Regions from separate parts of the Sus scrofa genome. Here regions 2 and 3 are each linked to region 1. The links are chromatin contacts, called in public HiChIP or PLAC-seq maps. All regions are on one chromosome and are shown on one strand. Each heading gives the region's core, a stretch centred on a gene start, on an enhancer-like site or on the middle of the called end of the contact. The rest is flanking DNA. Distances are from core to core; before and after follow the strand shown.

Region 1 (3,612 bases), core at 513-3,012:
GGTTTGGTCACCCACAAACCATTTTCCCAAACCAAGACAGGAGAGGGCCAAGGAAGACGCCCCCGGGGCCGGGCAGCCCCCGTCCAGCCTCTCTCTGGTCTCCCTTCTGGGCCCTGGATCGCTGCTGGCGTGAGGACCCTCCAGGGACTGGGAGGGCCTTGGCTGGGGCCCCATCTTTGCATCTCCTTTCCTGGGTGCCCAGGGAAGCTCCTGCAGGAAAGGAATGCTAACACTGCTGCTGTAGTAAGCTGGCACGGTACCCAGGCAGGGGCTGCGCAGTGCCAGAGCCTAGTAAAGACGTTGGCGAGGCCTCCGCTTCCCATGCCTGGAGTTTCCTCTGTCCGGATTGGCGTGCGGCCTCCAGCCGGGCCCGAGGCAGCCCCAGGAAGTGGTGGCGTCCCCGGCAGCCCCCAGCCTGGCTGGCCTGGGGGACACACCCCCTCCCTGTCGCCCTCCAGCTCCAGCCAGAAGCTCTCAGAGGGCAATGAATATGTTGTAGCATTTTGTGAAAGGAGAAACAGTGTGGGGAGAGGGAAAGGAGAAGATGGGGTCCCAGCAGCTCTGGCTCTTGGTAAACAGCAGCCCGTGGGGAGACCTGACTTCACCTCTCCCGGCCTCACTTCCTCCCGAGAAACTCGGGGATGTGAATCGTATAACTTTCCTACAGGGTTTCTGTTGCCCTTTAAAGCGCTCGATAAACGTGAAGCATTCCTATGGGGCTCTCTCGTGGCTCGGGGCGTTAAGGATCCAGCGTTGTCACGGCAGCAGCTCGGGTCGCTCCTGTGGCACGGGTTCGATCCCTGGCCCCGGGAACTTCTGTATGCCGCCGGTGTGGCCAAAAACAGGAAGGAAAATGATTAGTCGGGATGGTGGTCGGAGCTACCCCGTGGTTTCGAGGCATCAGTGAGATCTTGTGTGTGGAAAGCACTTAATACGTTGCCTGACACACGGGAGTGCTCGGCAAATGTTAGCTGTCATCCTTGTTATCGTTACTGTTCCCACTGTTATTTCCTGGTGCACTGAGGTGGCGCCTCGGGCATGCCCTGAGCCCTCCTCTTGCTCCTGAGGGACCTGGGGTGGCTGCCCCCCTGCTGAGTCTGGCCGGAGGCGCAGGGGGGTTGTTCTTCTCGAATGTTCAGCAGGCCCCCCTGCCCCCACACTTACTCTTCAGCACCTGCCCTGCCATCTTCCAGGCCCCCGGCCACCCCCTCCACACTGGCACTGGCACTCCCTGATCCAGGGTTCCCTGGGCACTGCCCCTCTGGGGTTTCCTGGCAGAACAGGGTCCCCAGAACCCGTTTCTGGCTCCTGCCCATCCTGGCCTCCCCCAGGTCTGGGATCTGACTGGGGATGGTGACTTAGTAGCTGAATGAACTCCAGTTTCAAAGGTTAATATCAAAATCTGGAGTGGATTACCTAAAAATTACTTACAACACCATTAAAATTCTGAACTCTTTTTGTTGTGGCTGTAAATTAATTTAAAATGTCAGGTTTTTTGAGAAATCCAATAAGAAATTGAGCCAACAGAGCAATCTGCAAACTGTCTGGCAAAGAGGAAAGTGTGTCTCTTCAATCGACAAGGAAAAATATGGAGCTTAACTGGAACCATATGGCTTTAGTACTTGAGAGAAACCTGCTGAAGAGGGAGGGCGGGAGGGGGAGAAGGGGGGGGAGCCCAGCTGACAGCCACACACATGCAGCGCGAGGCCAGAGGGGAGCAGGGCCAGCACGGCGGCATTGGCGCAGCCCAGGGGCCTGGCAGGCGCCTGGCACGCAGCCTACTTGGCTGCCCCCTGTCCACGGTCACCAGGCCGCCCCTGGCGGCGACTTGGTCCGTCCACTGTCTTAACACGTTCTCGCTGTGTCCATCTAGGGCTTGCGGGCCAGTTGGGGAATCCTACCCCCGACCCCAAGGGGAGCCCAAGCCCCCTCCTGCCAGGGCGGCCTGGGTGTCAGGGTCCCTGCCTGGGAGGGCCCCCTGCAGGTCTGTGATGGCCACGTCCCCTCAGCCTTCTGTGGGCTTCTTCCCGCCGACATGTGGTCCCCATTACTCCTGAATTCCCCCAGATTTACAGCACATTAAGTAATTTGTAGGTTATTTCAACTTCAATCTGCTAAAGTTGAGAAAATCAAAATTAAATTCAAACCACCAGAGAACTTCAAAGAAAGAGGAAGAAGAGGAAGAAGACGCTTAAGTGCGGTCTCCTCCTCGGGCCCAGCGTGTCTCCCCAAGGTCCTCCTCCAGGGTTGGGGGGGGGACACTGCCTGGTTTCCCCTCTGCCCGCCCTCTCCGCCCCTTGGAGGCCCCCACCCCTGGAAAGGGCAGTGTGCCTGGGGTGCCCCCGGAGTGAGGATCCCAAGTCAGGGCAGCCTGGGGGCCTGTGCCGGCCTCGTGGTGTGGGCTGGGACAGAAGCACCTCTCATTTCTGGCGCTCCCTCTGCTCCCCCCGCCGCCAAGCCCCCGCCCGGGCTGGTTGGGTTATTCGGGAGCTCCAAGGCTGGTCTGTTCGCTTTTCCGAGCCATTTGGGGGTGGGGGGCATCTCCACCAGTGTGCTTCCAGCTCCCTGCGTGCCTGGGACAGCTGACAGCTGGTAGGTACCACCTGGCCCCCTTGGTTTCATAGCTCAGGTTACCTTATTTTGCTTTCTGCCCTTTAAAACAGCCTTGTAAATAAGCAAACACTCGGTGCCAAGCACCTTCGGCACTTCGCCAGGCTGGTAAATATTTTAGTAGTGACTTGGTAACAGTCGTGTTCACTTTGATTTCTTCAGAAAGGTTCTGGGTGCTGGGGAGGGGGCCATGGCGCTGGGAAACGATGTGTGGCTTATTTATAGTCCGGTTCTGACCACGTGGCCTCTGCTCTAACCCGGGGTATTTTTAAAGCCGGCATGGTGTTCACCTCACACCCCCCTTTCTGCAAGGATGGGGGGACCTCTTCAACCTCCCCACAGAAAACCCCACCGAGAAAGCGCGTCCGGGTCCTGGATTTGGGAAACAGATGCTAGATGTGTGTCCACCCAGAACTGGAGTGAACTGAGCCTCGGGCAGAGGCTAGGTTGGTGTGACTGTGGGGTGGACCCGGTCCCTGACGTGGTCGGGACTTAAGAAGAACCCCAGGGTCCGGGGGAAGGAGGGCTTTGGGGTCGGGGTGTTCGTGAAGCTGAGGCCGTGCCAGCTGAGATGGCCAGAGCAGAGCCGACTGTGACAGCAGCCGGGATGCAGGAGGAAAGCAGGTGGAAATGTATCGATGGGACAGGGAGGCAGCGGGTCCTGGAGGAGCCACGCCACGGGGAAGACAGGGCCAAGGGAGACTCAGGGGGGGCCCTGGGGTCTGGACCTTCCCTCTGAGTCATGACAGGGGCACCTGCAAAGCACAGGGCCTCTCTGCCCAGTGCTGGGAAGCTGCTTTCACCCAAGCAGACCTAGCTCATCACGCCATCCATCGCCCCGGTGGCCACGTGCTGCTCCCGGGCTGGGTACCAGCGGGAGGGGAGGCGGATGGGAGGAGGGTGTAGGGATCTGGCTTTAATAGATGCTCCGAGCCTCAGCCACGTATTCCTTTGTTTTATGGGAGGTTTAATGCACAGATGGGTTGGTTTTAAAGGGCCTCA
Region 2 (3,612 bases), core at 795-3,294, 120 kb before region 1:
AGATCTCACACCCAAGCCTTCCGAGAGGTGAGAGACTGGCAGTGGACCCCGAGTCCAGGCCCAGCGATGTCTGAGCCAAGCTGGCCTCTGCCTCCAGGGCCACGAGAACACTAGGGGCCCCAGAGAGCTGCCCACGCCACATCATGGGACCCACAGGGAGGCCCAGGCTAAAGGGTAGCTCCTTTCAGAAATTCTGAGATGTGGAGTTCCCGTTGTGGTGCAGCAGAAACGAATCCGACTAGGAACCAGGAAGTTGTGGGTTCGATCCCTGGCCTTGCTCAGTGGGTTAAGGATCCGGCATTGCCGTGAGCTGTGGTGGAGGTCGCAGACAGGGCTCAGATCTGGCGTTGCTGTGGCTGTGGTGTAGGCCAGTGGCTTCAGCTCTGATTTGACCCCTAGCCCGGGAACTTCCCAACGCAGTGGGCACGGCCCTAAAAAGACCAAAAAAAAAAAAAAAAGGAAATTCTGGGTCGTGAGGCTGAGGGAGAAACTAGATCTGACAATGAGGATGCTGGAGATGTGCTGACAGGGTCGGGGATGTGCCAGGGAGGGAGAGGAGAGGGGCGACAGGGGGAGGGGCGACAGGGAGAGGAGAGAGGGAAGGAGAGAAAGACCCAAAGGGACAGATTTATCTAGAACAAGGTAGGGAGAGAGAGCAGAGAAAGAAGAAGGCAAACAGAAACAGACTGACTCAGAGACACAGAGAGGAAGGAGAGTGATTAGGAGTCTCTGAGACAGAGAGAGACACACACGGCGGGAAACTGAGGCAAAGGCTAGGGGGAGAGGCCCGCAGGGAGCCTGTGTATGTACAAGGCGGGCTGAGAGTTGCTGTGCACGTCGGGTCCAGGAGTGGCTGGGCACGCTGCTGGGCACGCAGTCATTTGGCCAACCCTGGCTGAATTTGAGGGAAAATGGAGAGGCAGGGGCAGGCGTTTGGCGTCCAAGGGAACTCGTGTCCTCTCATGTGACTATATGTTCGCAAGTGTCTGTGATCACATGTGTGGCGTGTGCGTGCGTGTTAGTGTGTGAGGGTGTGCAGGAGGGCAGGCTTCACTCCCCCCCTCAGCTGTCCCCACGCCCCCTCGGTGAGGAATCCGTGTGTGGACGGCCCGGCTGGTGGGCTGCAGGGCCAGGATGGGTGGGCAGCCTGACACACGACCTCACCCGGGTCGTGGGGCGGGGGGTGGCCAGGGAGCTGTCAGCGGCCAAGAACGGGGCGAGCAGCGAAAGTGAGCCATAAAAGGGCCACTTCTCCCGGCCGCTGTTCACTTGACACTCTCTAACCCAGAAGCCACCTGTTCAGCCATCAGTCACCCAAGGAAAACACAGCTTTCCTGAAACTGGGAATTGGACAGGCCAGGGAGTGGGTGACCATGGTGCGGGGGCGGGGAGGGGGGCAGAATACCTGCCCTCTGCCACTTCCAAGTGAGCCCCAGGCCCATCCCTAGGTAGGGCAGGGGCAGGCTGGAAGGTTGCCTCTGGCCACAGAGAGAAAAAAAATAAAAACAAAAAACTAACAACCCCCCCAATTGGGCACCAGCATAGCAATTTGGGGGTTCAGGGAAGTTGGGGACCCAGAGGTGCTCACCTTGGGGTGATGAAGGAACAGCGCTTGCCGGGATGGCTTAGCAAGAGCTGCACCCTGGACGAGCTACCGCGTGGGCTGGGTCCCTGGGTCGGGACGGGCAAGGGCGGGCGTGGGGTGGGGGTGGCACGGAGGGAGGCCGGGAGGCCGGGCCTTGGGGGGGCGGGCAGGGCTGCTGGGGCCAGGGAGGGACCTGGCTTGGAGGCAGGCCTGGGGCTCTGCCCGGCGGCAGTGCCCGGAGCAGGAGAGGCCCCGCCGTGCCCCGCCGTGCCCCGCCTCTGGTGGCTTGTTAATTTCATCGTTTAGCCCGTTTATGGAGTTCCCAGTTGCTGTTGCTTTTATAAACAAGCATTTTGGTGACCTTCCCCTCCGGACATCAGCTCCGCAAGAATCCCGAGCCCTGAACATTTATAAATAAGCCTTCTCTCAAGTTCCACAACAGGTGTGACCTCCCCCCCGCCCCCCTCCTCTGTCCTGTCCGAAAACTGAACAGTTTCAACAAGCAAAGGGAGGCCGCCCGGCCTGTCTTAAAGGGGTCGAGTGGAGGCCACAGGGCGCATGGCTGTGGCGGGGGGCGGTCTGCCTCCTCTTCCTCCACCTCCCCCAGGCAGAGGGTCCCCAAGGAAAGGGCCAGGCTGGTGGGCAGCTGAACCCCTGACCCCACTTTGCTGAACACCGGGCCAGAGGCTATGGTCTGAGCGGGCTTCCCAGCTGACCGAGTATATTCCCGGCCAGGGAAGTTTTACCACAGTCGCCCCATTGCCCTCCCCAGTCCACAGGCAGCTCCCCCCATTTCTCCCCTCCTTGGCCCCACCCTGAGGAAGAGAGAACATCCCCCCCTCTTCTTTCCTGCCAAAAGCTCTCTGATTCATGATTTGCAACATTTCCTACGTTTGTTTAACAAGCCTTCATCGAATTCAACAAATATTTCTTGAGCTCCCACTCGGCGCCAGGCTCTGCGCCAGGAATATAAAGCTAAGGACTCAGCCCTGCCCCCAAGGAGCTCACCATCTAGAGGGCAGGCGGGAGAGCAATAAGACTGGTGAACCGCCCAGGGCCTGACCTAAGGGAGCGGAATGGGTCCTGGGAGCAGAGAAGGGGATCCCAACCCAGACTTGAGGGTGAGATGCTTCCTGGGGGAGGGGGGCTGGTTCTTGAGTTAAGTCATCACCGTGGAGGTGTCAGGGGGAAAAACACTCCAAGCAAAGGAATCTGACGGGGCAGGGTCACAGGGGCAAAGAAGCCTGGGATGAGGCCGGCCATGATGGTCGTCATGGTGATCACGGGTGCTGGTCCAGGGGATGGTTGTCATGGTGATACCTGAGTCAAACCGCAAGGGGGTTTTTCTCCGTGTAGACCAAGGCAGGAAGGTGGTATTTCCTAATCTTCTCTGTAAGGGGCTGTCAAGTTCATAACTCTGTTCTATGTGTCAAGAGTGATGATCAGGGAGTTCCCATTGTGGCTCGGCAGGTTAAGAACCTGACGTAGTGTCCATGAGGATGTAGGTTCGACCCTTGGCCTCGCTCAGTGGGTTAAGGGTCCAGCATTGCCGCAGACGGCGGTATAGATCACAGGTGTGGGTCGGATCTGGCATTGGTGTGGCCGAAGCTCTAAGTCGACTCCTAGCCTGGGAAGTTCCATGTGCCACAGATGCGGCCCTAAAAAGAAAAAAAAAAAAAAGAGTGATGATCAAGGTAAGAAAGGAAACAGAACAAGAGGCGTTCCCATCGTGGCGCAGCAGAAACCTATCCGACTGGGAGCCCTGAGGGTGGGTTCAATCCCTGGCCTCGCTCAGTGGGTTAAGGATCTGGCGTTGCTGTGAGCTGTGGTGTAGGTTGCAGATTCAGCTTGGATCTGATGTGGCTGTGGCTGTGGTGTAGGCTGGCAGCTGTAGCTCCGATTGGTCCTCTAGCCTGGGAACCACCATATGACGCAGGCATGCCCCCCCCGCACCCCCCCAAAAAAAGACACGGCAAGAGGCAAAAGACTTGGGCCAGGAGGACAGAGTGCTGGACCAGGCTGGGACT
Region 3 (3,612 bases), core at 728-3,227, 66 kb before region 1:
CCATGGGAAAGAGTTTATAGCTTATTTTAGGGAAAGCTCAGGAAATGCTAAAATGAAGCAAACGAGGCAAAGAGCATCTGATTTCAGTCCCTGCAAAGGGAGCTGGGGGTGGGGAATAAGACACTGGAGGCTCTGGGGACCAGGGCTACCTATGGATCCTTTGCTTTGCTTAATTTTTTTTTTTTTTTTTTTCTGAGTTGGGGGTTGGTGGTTGGGAAAAGAAGAGGAGTCTTGCCTTTTCACCCCACCCCAAAGTCCTCCCCCCTCCTCCAGCTTGTCACTCTTTCCAGCTTCCCCCACCCCCGAAGTGGCTCCTTCAGAGGAGGTAGAAAGACTCCTTTGGGGAAATGGGACAATTGAGAAGCATCTGAGAAAAACAAAGTGGAGGGAAGAATTAATGTTTTAGTACATTTTGGTGGGTGAATTGTGGCCGTTGGGGTGTGCGGGTCGAGCCTTATAGCAGGAAGCGGGGGTAGGGGAGAGGCCAGCAAACTCCCCAGCCAGCTCCTTGGAGACAAGCCCTGTGAGTTCTTTTTCGTCTCCCCAGCCCTGGAGGAGGATGTGCTCTTCACTGGGGCTCCGCAAATGCCTGCTGAGTGCATGAATGAGTGAAGGACCATTGCTGGAGGAAAAAAAAAAAAAAGGCAGAAGAGGAGAAGGAATGGGGAGAGGACAGGAAGAACTGAGAAGCAGAGGGAGCACTGGATGTCCCAAGGAGCAATGACAATTACTGGCATTTATCGATCACTGTCTTGGCCCAGGCACTTTCCCTGCATTAACTCATTTTAGCCTCACAACACACCCAGGCAATAGTGCTATTATTATCCCCATTTACTGTTGAGGCAACTGAGGCACAGAGGTTATGTGGCTGGTGAGTGCTGGTGACCCCCCCCAAACCCAAGCTGTTAAGGATGTCTGTCTTTACATTGCCCCCCCACCCTACCCCACCCCCCCAACTACGACCCAGTGGAATGAGCCCAGAGTCAAAAGTTAGAAGGCCTACCCACCTCCCCGCTTCTAGGTCATCACCCTTCGCTCGTCCCGAGAGGTTTTGCAGAAACCTTGCTGATTAGATCTCCGAGTCTACCAGCCTGCAACAGTGTTTTCCAGCCTGTGGCATAGTTTCATGCCTTCTGTTGGACCCTTCTTAAAGCTGCTGGTCATACTTTGAATGTTTATTCACCTATTCAAGGAATCATTCAGTTATTTGTTTACTATGGTGGTCAATTTCTCCCATCTCACCGTGGGAGTGTTCCGGAGCCTTCCTTTCAAGTCTAATTCCATCCTGTTCTTATTCAGAAGGGAACACAGGTACCTTGACTCGCTCAGTCCTGGGATAGGGATCGCCTAGCTGCAAAAGGCAGGACAGGAGCTACTGCTGCTGGCTCAGCCTGGGGTGGCCACCTCAAGCCACCTGGGAAGGGGGCAAGGTGGGCAAAGGGGGCAAAGGGAGCACAGGGGGGGTTTCTCCAATGGGGTATGAAGGTTCTCTCTCAGAGAGGCCTTCACTCTCACCTGGGCATAGGAAAGAAGCTCTCCCCAGATACTCTTATCCTACTGTCTCGTTTTATTTCTTCATGATCCTTTTACTCCCTGAAATCATATTATTCACTTGTTTTAATGTTCATCACCTGCTCCGCTTCCCCCCCCCTCCGGCCCCAGGTTCATTCTTCAGAGCCTGTCTTGCTCACTTAAGGATTTATTTCTTGCACAATGGACTGAATGGAAACTCCCTTGCAAAGAATAAGTGCAGAGCGGCTATCAAACAGTGAGAACATCACGTTCTTTGGGGTTCAACACTCCAACTTGCAGAAAAGAGCTAATTCTTCCCTGGAAAAGTGGGAAGCAAACTGGCTCGCGGGGCTGAGAACAGGTGAACAGTAACCACTCCTGTCCCTCTTCTCTTGTCCCCCCCCCTCAGGTCCACTCAGTCAGGGGTAGAGAAAGCTTCACCGGCCGCAGAAAGGTGCCGCAAGCTCAGATGCTGCTCCGCAGGTCGCGTCTCACTCGCGCGCGCCAGTCAAGCTCAGCCCGGGCGGTGGGTGGGAAAGAAACCTGCAGGGGAAGGTCTGGGGGTGTGAGGGTGGAGCGGAGCCCGGCCCCGCGATCCGGCCCGGGTTTTACATGCCACCCACACGCCCGCTCGGCCGCGGAGAATTCCATAATCACAGCGGGCGAGAGCGGAGACTGGGAGCGAAAAATCCGGGATCAGGCAACTTTGGGCAGCGCATGCGCGCCCGCGGCGCTCCATCCCAAACACACACACATTTTTCCCCCGGACTTGGAAAGTCACCCAAAGCCGCCCCAAGTGCAGGTAAGAGACTCGGCGCTCCCTCCGCCGCGGCTCCCCCACGCCCCTCTGTTCTGCGGGCCTCCCGGGGTGCCTCCCCGCCTCGCCCCCTGCCCGGGTGCAGCCCCCCACCTCCCGGGCTGCCTCTTGCAGCCGGGAGCGGGCGAGCGAGCGAGCGAGCCAGCCAGCCAGCCAGCCAGCCTGCGCTCGGCGGCTGCCACCCAACTCCGGCCGTGCGGGAGGCAGGGGGCACGGAGGGTTGGCACCCGGGCGCGGGGCGGCGCGTCGCCTGCCGCGACCAGGGAATGCCCAGCGCGCGGCTCCGGGGGAGGGGAGGGCTGCTGCTCCTGGGGGTCACTGACTCCAACTGAGGGGGCGGCGGGGTAGGGAAGAAGAGGGGGAGGTGCCGGGCGCGAGTGCAGGACTTTGCAAACAGGGTGGGGGCGCCCCCCGCGCCGCGGGCTCCCGGGTGGTGGTGGGGGGGCAGGTGCTCTCCAATACCCAGTAATCACTCCTTCCCCCTACGCTCTCCCCCCCTCGCTGCTGCAGGGGTTTGTGCGCTCTCCGGGGCCGAGAAGGAGGCAGGGGTGAGGGGCGCCTGGGGTGACTTTGCAAGACTTTGCTCAAGGGAAGGGGTGGGTGGGGAACCCCTCCAGCCGACCCTTGTGCCCCAGTACCAGGGTGTAGGTGCCACCGGCAGAGGTAGGCAGTGTTCACTTAGGCGCGGGATGCCAAGGGGTGCCTCCTGGTGGGAAAACGGAGGCGAGAGGTTGCTTGGCTAGGGGGAGCGGCGCCCCCTTTTTCATCCGTGCCTGGGAAGTTTGTCTCAAGTGCGCTGCTCCGGGCGCGGCAAGTGGCGCTCCTCACTACCCCCCACCCCCACCCCAGCCTCCCCCGGGTGCAGGGCTGGCAGTGCTGGGCACAGGGAGCCGGTTCCGGGGCACCGGCTCAGGGCCGTGTGACTGTCGGCCGGAGCCGGCCTGGGTCCGGGGAAAAGTTCGGGGGAGTTGCGGCGGTTGTTGTGTGCGCTGGGAGAGAAGTTGCGCCCGGGGACGTGGGACGCCGGGCCGGCGGGCCGGGGGGCGGGTGGAGCAGTGCACTCGCAGCGGCTCGGCCACGGTGGGCGAGGGTCTGGCGGGGTCTGTGGCCCCAGGGTGGGCTGAGGGTAACCTCGGGGCTCAGCAGTTGGGGAAGAGGAACCCTGAATCCAGGGACGCACGACTGAAATAGGCACCAGGCGGAGGACAGAGAGAATGATCGCTTGCGGGAGCACAGGGGGGCACCAAGGGGAGAGGGCCCGGCCGCCCGGTCACTTGGGGTCG

What was found. HiChIP or PLAC-seq counts read pairs in DNA pulled down with a chosen protein or histone mark.
Region 2: a contact with region 1 is called in an H3K27ac HiChIP or PLAC-seq map of skeletal muscle. The contact joins two enhancer-like sites. A contact is called at or near these places in 1 of 47 Hi-C or Micro-C datasets (fetal heart ventricle) and 1 of 2 datasets of contacts at active chromatin or transcription factors (skeletal muscle).
Region 3: a contact with region 1 is called in an H3K27ac HiChIP or PLAC-seq map of skeletal muscle. The contact joins the promoter of CASZ1 here to the enhancer-like site in region 1. A contact is called at or near these places in 6 of 47 Hi-C or Micro-C datasets (embryonic fibroblasts, epiblast stem cells, fetal heart ventricle and 3 more) and 1 of 2 datasets of contacts at active chromatin or transcription factors (skeletal muscle).

What each region holds. Positions count from the first base shown.
Region 1 is chr6:70,961,686-70,965,297 of Sscrofa11.1, reverse strand. All of the region lies in intron 2 of CASZ1 (zinc finger protein castor homolog 1), which reads left to right. Among named protein-coding and RNA genes, the nearest start is that of CASZ1, 66 kb to the left of the region's middle. Within about 2 kb of position 1,762, at least 9 of the 83 cell types and tissues checked have an H3K27ac peak or open chromatin away from gene starts, as enhancers often do. A contact at or near this core is called in skeletal muscle, where this site is marked.
Region 2 is chr6:71,081,548-71,085,159 of Sscrofa11.1, reverse strand. No RefSeq gene overlaps it. Among named protein-coding and RNA genes, the nearest start is that of MIR9861, 20 kb to the right of the region's middle. Within about 2 kb of position 2,044, at least 3 of the 83 cell types and tissues checked have an H3K27ac peak or open chromatin away from gene starts, as enhancers often do. A contact at or near this core is called in skeletal muscle, where this site is marked.
Region 3 is chr6:71,027,860-71,031,471 of Sscrofa11.1, reverse strand. CASZ1 (zinc finger protein castor homolog 1) reads left to right here and starts at 1,977. Exons shown (of 21, transcript XM_021095326.1): 1 at 1,977-2,314. The coding sequence starts at 1,982.